2 separate regions of the Rattus norvegicus genome follow, and region 2 is linked to region 1. The links are chromatin contacts, called in public Hi-C maps. All regions are on one chromosome and are shown on one strand. The core of a region is the stretch at or near the end of the contact, and the rest is flanking DNA. Distances in the headings are between cores, read along the strand shown. Region 1 holds the start of Flot2 (flotillin 2). Region 2 holds the start of Tlcd1 (TLC domain containing 1).

Evidence for each region. Hi-C and Micro-C count contacts between places; a contact is called where the count stands out from the background.
Region 2: a contact with region 1 is called in a Hi-C map of kidney, with 2.7 times the contacts expected there. The contact joins the promoter of Tlcd1 here to the promoter of Flot2 in region 1. A contact is called at or near these places in 6 of 12 Hi-C or Micro-C datasets (frontal cortex, kidney, liver and 2 more) and 1 of 1 datasets of contacts at active chromatin or transcription factors (oligodendrocytes).

The regions. Positions count from the first base shown.
Region 1 is chr10:63,422,285-63,426,296 of GRCr8, forward strand. Flot2 (flotillin 2) reads left to right here and starts at 1,816. Exons shown (of 11, transcript NM_001270800.1): 1 at 1,816-1,967. The coding sequence starts at 1,919. Dhrs13 (dehydrogenase/reductase 13) reads left to right here. Exons shown (of 5, transcript NM_001398768.1): 5 at 743-1,721. The coding sequence ends at 1,188.
Region 2 is chr10:63,570,360-63,574,371 of GRCr8, forward strand. It overlaps Tlcd1 (TLC domain containing 1), which reads left to right and starts at 2,182. Exons shown (of 4, transcript NM_001013858.1): 1 at 2,182-2,506; 2 at 2,824-2,906; 3 at 2,993-3,075; 4 at 3,385-4,012. The coding sequence starts at 2,313. The coding sequence ends at 3,768. Nek8 (NIMA-related kinase 8) reads right to left here and starts at 129. Exons shown (of 15, transcript NM_001105804.2): 1 at 23-129. The coding sequence starts at 69.

The sequences.
Region 1 (4,012 bases), core at 566-3,065:
GGAGAGATGGGCTGAGCTGGTGAATCATCTTTGTCCTTAGACAGTAGGTTACAATAGGCAAGCCCTGCCCAGATCATCTTAGAAAGCCATTGCTCAGGGCTTCTCTGTAATCACAGTGACAATCATGCTACTAACCTTCATTAGGCTCTTGTTACAATTACAGATCCCTAGTGTTAACGGTGTGGCTGGAATACTATAGGTTCTTAAAAAAAAACGATGGCTGAACAAAGGAATGGGCTGGGCTCAAGATAGATGAAAAGCTGGTGTGAATCAGGCACCGTGGCTTACACTGGTAACCCCAATGGGAAGCTGAGGCAGGAGTACGGCTGTGAGTTCGAGGTCAGACTGGACTTATAGAGGAGGAGTGAGACTCTTTCTCAAAGAGAAAGGAAAGGACCAGGGATGTAGCTCAGTTGATGGAGTGCCTGCAGCATGTATACAGCCCTGGGTTCAAATCACCAGCACCAGAAAAGGGAGGCGAGGGTGATGGAGAATGAACAGCAAAGAACAGAGAACACACATAACCACAGCCTGGGAGATGGGACTGCACAGACCACCAGGCTGATAGGAAGACTTTCTGGAGGATTAAATCACCTTGTGGGGTCCCTGAATGCCTGGTAGATACTAATGTGCTTTCCCTGGAAGCAGATTCTAGGGTCTGCTCCTAGCTTGGTTTTTTTCCCTGCCTGGTGCCTGAGCCCCCACTGTCTTCCTCCACAAATCCTCTTCTTCCTGCCCACAGGGCCTGTGAACTCGGAGCTCTTCCTGCGTCACCTTCCTGGATGGTTGCGTCCTATTTTGCGCCCACTGGCTTGGTTGGTGCTCCGGGCACCACAAGGGGGTGCCCAGACACCCCTGTACTGCGCTCTGCAGGAGGGCATTGAGCCCCTCAGCGGGAGATATTTTGCCAACTGCCACGTGGAGGAGGTCTCTGCAGCTGCTAGAGATGACCAGGCTGCTCATAGGCTATGGAAAGTTACAAAGAAGCTGGCAGGGCTTGGGCCTGAAGACGATCCTGATACCGACGACGAGCAGGAACCGCGGGATCCCAGAGCCCCATCTTCTCTGAGTGCCCCCAGCCCTGAGAAAACCACAATTTCTGGACCTTCTCGTAGCTATCAGGGCTCACAAGACTTATCCAAAGTGACACAGAGAAGAATTCATGTGAAGGATGAACCTACACCCTAACTTTACCAACCCCCTGGATAGAATGCTTTTGTAGCACGGTGGGATCCCTCAACATCTCAGCCTGGGCACTGAGGGATTGCCACATTTACCTCGGAACCTCTTGTCATGTCCTCAACAGCCCTTTTCCTTGAGAAAGGAAGTGAATACTACTTCCTAAGGCAGACTGTAACCCCAGATTCAGGGATGATATGTCAGGCACTGTTGCTCTGGAATTTGATTTTCAGATTTCTGGGCCCTTCCCTAAGTAGTGATCTGCCCCGGGGAAGGGCCGGGGACTTTGTGGTTGATGCACTGCAGATGTTAAACATTACTGAATCCAGCCCTTCGCAACTTTCCAGCTAGGTAGTTAGTTTACTCCCACTTTTTAAAGAGGCGGAATTAGGAAAGGACTCAGGGGAGAGACTGGGGTTTTGAGCCCTGGGGTCTGCTGTAGGGCGGGTGCCTGAGGTGACGCAGTGCAAGGTGATACTACTGAGGTGCCCCAAAGGTGCTATGGGGCCAAGCCCCCTGGAATAAAGCGAGCTGATTGCGGATGCGCTGGCTCCCGCCTCTTTCAACATGCCGGCCCCGCCCTCCGCTGCTACACTTCCGGCGGGGCCGCGGCCGCAGAGGGGCGCAGGCGGGCGGGGCTGGGGGAGGCGGGATAGGCTGGGCGCGGCCGGTGCTGCGGACCCGCCACAGCCCTCCAGGTCGCTGCGGACCCAAGGCCTGCTTGCCTGCCAGCGGCACCATGGGCAATTGCCACACGGTGGGCCCCAACGAGGCACTGGTGGTCTCAGGTGAGGGGAAGGCGAGGGGTGGGGTGGGAAAGGGCCAGCATAGGGTTCGGGTCCCTCTGACGCACCTGAGCTAGCCCCCAGAGAGCAGTCCTCGCTCCCACAGCACAGCCTCAGGCGTTCGACCCTTCCTCTGCTCCACCGTGGGTTTAGGGGCTTCTAACGTATGCAGTAGGTTCCAGTACTGGGATTCGCAGCTCTGGAAGGCAGGTGCCTGACGGGGAGGGGCCTGAGGCATGAGTCCCTCTTTTCCGGGTGAGGCAGACCCGTTAATTCCGAGCAGGCTGGGGCTTGCCAGGAATTACTGCCATCACCCGCCCTGCAAACGCGGGTGGGGCCTCTACAGTTGGGTAACCCGGCTCTGGCCTGTACCGCTCTAGATTACAAAATGCAGCAAGCTCTAGATTTGGCTGGATGGGACTGTAGCGTTGGGAGCCTTAAAGCTGATATTTATGTAAGTGGTGTATTTGGGATGTCCTAGGAGGTAGCTCAAGCCACCAAGGACCCTGTTGCATGCAAGCTCACAACTGTAACCTCTTCCCAACATCAGCACTGATTTCCAGCCTGTATGCAGAATCAAAAGGCTGGCTGCCAAAAGGGGAGGTAGAAGCCCCGAGCCAAGGCTTATTAGATGCCATTCTTGGGGAGGTATAATAAATCCATTGGACCCCAAACATAGCTTTCGGCATTGTTTGGACCTCAAAATCAATCCCTTTACTGAGACATCTTCCCCGTCCCTAATCAGGACCCTACTAAAGTGGGAGAAATACAATACCACATCTCATTTTGAAGAGTCTTGGTTGGAGTCAGAAGGGAAAGCACAGAGGCCAACTTTGGCATTCTAAAGCCCAGTCTTGGCTCCCTCCTTGTCCAATAGTTTGTGTAGGCTTGAGTTTTCAGTTTGTTTTGTTGCGGGGGAGGGGGACTGGTTTGTTTGTTTGTTTTGAGGGGTTTTAAGGTTAATTCTATTTTTTTTCTTCTTTTTCTTTTCTTTTTTCTTTCCCTTTTTCTTTTCTTTTTTCTTTTTCCTTTTCTTTTTTTCGGAGCTGGGGACTGAACCCAGGGCCTTACACTTGCTAGGCAAGTGCTCTACCACAGAGCTAAATCCCCAACCCCTAATTCTATTTTTTTTTAAGTTGTATGTGTGTGCCTGTGCCAGTCTGTCTGTCTGTCTGTCTGTCTGTCCGTGGATATTCGCTGGTGAGTACAGATACCTGAAAAGGCTCGGCAGGCTTTGAATTCCCCTGGAGCTGGGGTTACAAATGGTTGTGAACCATCGGACATGGGCAGTAGGAACTGAATGTGGGTCCTCTGAGAGAGCAGTGTGTGCTCGGAAGTGTTGAACAACCCCTGTGCTTGTATTGAAAGGCAAATTTGGCTTGGTACCCCTGCCTGGAACTTGTAGGGATCTTCCTGCCTCTGCCTGCCCACTGATGGGATCACAGGCGAACATCACCACACCCAGCTTGATTTTGTGTGAGTGTGCTTATGGTGCTGGGAGTCAAACCCTGGGGACTCGTGCTTGTCGGTCACCGTGCCACACTCCTCTAGCATAGGAGGGTTTTAGACATCAGAATCTAAGGAGATGGTTCAGCAGGCAGAGGAGATTGTCGCCAAGCCTGATGATCTACGTGTAATCCCAGGACTCATATTGGAAAAACAAACTAATGCAAAAAGTACACACACACACACACACACACACACACACACACACACAAAATAAGCAATTTTTTTTTCTACTGGGTGTGGTTACACATGACCTTTAATGCCAGCACAAGGAAGGCAGAGCCCGATCTTTAAGAGTTCCAGGACGGGCTGGAGAGATGGCTCAGCGGTTAAGAGCACTGACTGCTCTTCCAGAGGTCATGAGTTCAATTCCCAGCAACCACATGGTGGCTCACAACCATCTGTAATAAGATCTGGTGCCCTCTTCTGGCCTGCAGTCACATATGCAGGCAGAATGCTGTACATAAAAATAAATGAATAAATCTTTAAAATAAATAAATCAAAGTCTAGGACTGGAGAAATGGCACAGTTAAGAGCACTGT
Region 2 (4,012 bases), core at 932-3,431, 150 kb after region 1:
CCTCCCCAGCGCCCTGGCTCACCCGAAGGCACCTCTTCCCACCACTCGGATCCGCTCGTACTTCTCCATCTCATTTCTCAGTTACGCTTCTGGACTCCTCGAGTGGCGCGTGCGCGGACCCTCCCATCCGGGAGCTCCTCCTACTAGCAGTAAAACTATTGCAGGGCGGAGCGGGTGGATCGGGGGCGTCTGTTGAGCTCTGTGCCTCTCTCTGAGTAAATAAACTCAACCTGGAGGTTAAGTCGTGTTTCTCAAACGAGAAATCAGAGAATAGTCATTTTGGGTTTCTTGACGAGTCCCAAAGGGCTCAGCACCATACCAGTCACCTTGCACACGCGTGACTTGGGCAGAGGTAGACTGGAGCGATGAGGCGCCAACTTAAGTTGCCCGGCAAAAACAAGATTGTCCCTCCAAAGTTCTAGTGAGAGTATAAAGCGAAGATCGATCCGGTCCCCGCTGTCCAGGAGTGGCACTACTTCAGAAAGATAAAGGAATTCCTTGATGGACACGTAAAGGATAAACCACCAAAACAGAACCCAGAGCCCGCTCTGTGTGGGGCGGGGAGCGGGGCTGTTTGGTGTTTGCCGAGGGAGGGACGGGGAAAACCCCAGTTGGACAAACTGATTCACCTGAAGAGTACGTGACGCGGTCTCCTGGTTATAACAACTCCTGAGCACCGTGCTCTCTGCTTCTCAGAACACCGCACAAAACGCTGCTGTAAGGGGACTCAGTCCTCTACTAAAAACCTCTAGCGTCATGGTGGGGTAAAATCAGAGAGGGTTCTACGCCTCTGTCCAGAAATAATGGGCTGGTTAGTATCACTGCTATGGTTTCGACCAGGATGAATTAAATCCTGACTTCCTCATGATGCCTGCTCTAAGGGAGAACACTTCAGTATTCAAGAGGTGGTCCTTAGCTAAGTGTTAACGTTCCTATTTTTGAATGGGCGAGGTAAGCGAGGAGAGAAGGGGTGTTTATTTTTTGTCTCCGCCCCGCCCCAAACTAGCCTACGTGGAATGACCGGAGGGAACCTGTGGTCACTGGCTCAGGCTGGAGTCAGCTGGTTTCCCAGTTAGCAAAGGAGTGCAGGGGGTAAAATGCTCACAAGACATTACATCGTGCTATCTCTTAGTAACCGAATGGGCCTTGAGTGACCCTGGAGACCCATGGGAGTTAATGTGTAACCCTGGAACCATCAGGGAAGACAGCAAACACCAGGCTTAGGTTCCTGGGTTTCTGGCTCCCCCACCCCGCCTTGATACACCGTTCTCCTAGTCCCCACTTTTTCCCCCGTGTCGTCCACTTCCACCTCCCAAAAGCACACACCCCTTCACTCCTGCACCGCCTCTGGGCTGCTCCTTTTCCTCCGGGTCTGCTGATTGCGCTCCTGAGTGGAGGCGAGCTAGGACGCCTCATCACAGTGAGGACAGACTGACACCTACTGGCCAGAAGCCGCAACTACTCTAGGACGCTGCCCTGGAGAGAGGGTCACCCCAGCTGTCTGGGCAAATCCGCAGCCTTCCCCGCCCCAGCCTCCAAGGAGCCAGAAGAGGGTTGGGACTGTCTCAGGGAGGACTGTGACAACCGCTATGCTCCAGGAGCCCAAGAATGATGGGTAGGAGTGGGGTGATGGTAGGTGACTCAACAGTTCCTAAGCACCACTCGTGCTGGGCGCCGGAGAGGCAGGTAAACACGTCGATCCAGTCCAAGAGAAGAATTGAGTCTGGGCGGAGCCCTAGTCTGAGGCCGCGTTCCTGAGCCCCCAGGATCAGGGTTTAGCAGCCCCGGCTGTGTGATGGTTCCGCCCATCTCTGCCCTGAAAAGAGTTGGGAGAGGAGCTTTCTCGAAGTACCCGCCCAGGATGTGAAAGCCGGTGGAGGCGGCGAAGGTCGGGAAGAGGCTAGTGGGGCCGTACGCATGAGGGCAGCCGAGGATGCCTTCGGATGTCGGGAGGCGCCAGAGAGGGGTGCCTCGGAAGCGATGGCGGGGACAGCCCCTTCGCGCTCTAAGTCGGCGGGTTCCGGGCGGGGCCCTGGGGGACACGGGGCTCGCGCCCTCCTCGCGGCAGAGGCGCCCGAGGGGCGGGGGCAGGCGGCGGGGCGGGGCGGGGGCGCGGGCTGCAGGGGCGGGCAGAGGCCTCTCCGGGAGCGCGGGGAGGAGCGAAGGAGCCTTGAGGGCTCCGTGAAACTGTGGGGCTGGCGGCCCGCGGCAGAAACGATCGTGGCGCGCTGGCCAGAGACTGGACGGTGTTCCCAGAACTGCCGAGGGAGACGGCTTAAAAGGCGAACAGACAGACGGCAGGGAGGGTCAGCATGCCCCTACTGTTGCACCCCGCCTGGCCGCTGCTCCTGGGCGCCACGCTGACCTTCCGGGCACTCCGGCGCGTGCTCTGTCGCCTGCCCCTGCCGGCACACGTGCAAACCGACCCCCTGCGCACCTGGCGTTGGCACAACCTACTCGTCTCCTTCACACACTCCATTGTATCTGGGATCTGGGCTCTGCTGTGGTGAGTGAACAACCCGGGGTAACGAGATGGCCGTAGGGTCTTTCGCGGGGTGCTCGGACTGGATTCCCTGTTGCTATTCCCACCACTCTCGGGTGAACAGACACCAAGGATCTCACCTGATTCCCTGTTTGGAAAACTACCCAACCAAGAACGGCTGTGGGAAACCCAAGGTACCTGGGCTTTGGCCAAGTCCCTCCTTACTCTCCAACCAGCCAATAGTAGGCGCCCACAGCACCCTGGGACTGGCAAGACTGTTGGGGGAGGTGAGGGTCCTCGGGGAGGCTGCAACCGCGAGAACATCCCTTTTTCTATTCCAGCATATGGCAAACCCCTGAAATGCTGGTGGAGATTGAAACAGCCTGGTCAGTTTGTGGCTATTTGCTTGTTTGCTTCTCTGCAGGTAGGTTGTGCCCAAGAAGGATAAGATTAGGATGGAAATTAGTTTAAAGTGTTAAGTCTTTTCCACTTTCCCTACCCCTCCACTAGGATACTTTATACATGACACAGTGGACATCGTGGTTAGCAGGCAAACTCGAGCTTCTTGGGAATACCTTGTTCATCATGTCATGGTAAGGGAGAACCCGGTGAAATGATACAGGCAAAATCTTCATAACTCTTTGAGCCAAAGAGGGAGGGAGGCCATCTTAACCCAGCAATGTCTAACTTATAAGTTGCCTAAGTCTCAGCAGAGTGCCTGGGCTTACCTACTATCTAGGTAGACTGACCCTAGTGGAGTCTGATCCTAGTAAATATAAAGAAATCTTAGCACTAAATGTTGATGCTCCTCTGCTTCTGTCCTGTCTGGTATGCCCAAGGCTGGCACAGCACCTGTTTTCAAGCGCCCTTGTTCTGTTACTTGTCTCCCCCTTCCCTCCCAGGCTATGGGCGCCTTCTTCTCTGGTATCTTTTGGAAAAGATTTGTTGGAGGTGGAGTCTTAACACTACTGGTGGAGGTCAGCAACATCTTCCTCACCTTAAGGATGATGATGAAGATAAACAATGCCCAGGATATCCTCCTCTACAAGGTCAACAAGTATGTCAACTTGGTCATGTACTTTCTCTTCAGACTGGCACCTCAGGCCTACCTCACCAAGTTCTTCCTACAGTATGCTGGCCAGAGGACCCTGGGGACATTCTTGTTGTCTATTCTGCTTATGCTGGACGTGATGATACTCATCTACTTTTCTCGCCTCCTCCGTTCTGATTTCTGCCCTGAACGTGCTCCCAGCCGCCAACAAAAAGACAAATTCTTGACTGAGTGAGAAAGGAGATCCCAGGATGTGTGACAGGGACAGCAAGCACAGCCAACAGCTTTGTAACATAAACTAGGACTCTGCCCCAAGCCTGGGTGTATTCTGGGGCCAGCCTTTCCACCTTAAGCTTACACCCACACTATTGAAAACACTAATGAAAGCTCTCTGAAGTCCTCTGTTCTTGGGCAAGGGTTGAAGCAGACCAACCGGTTGGGCATGGTAAATGGGTGAGGACAAGATGCTGTCCAAAAGC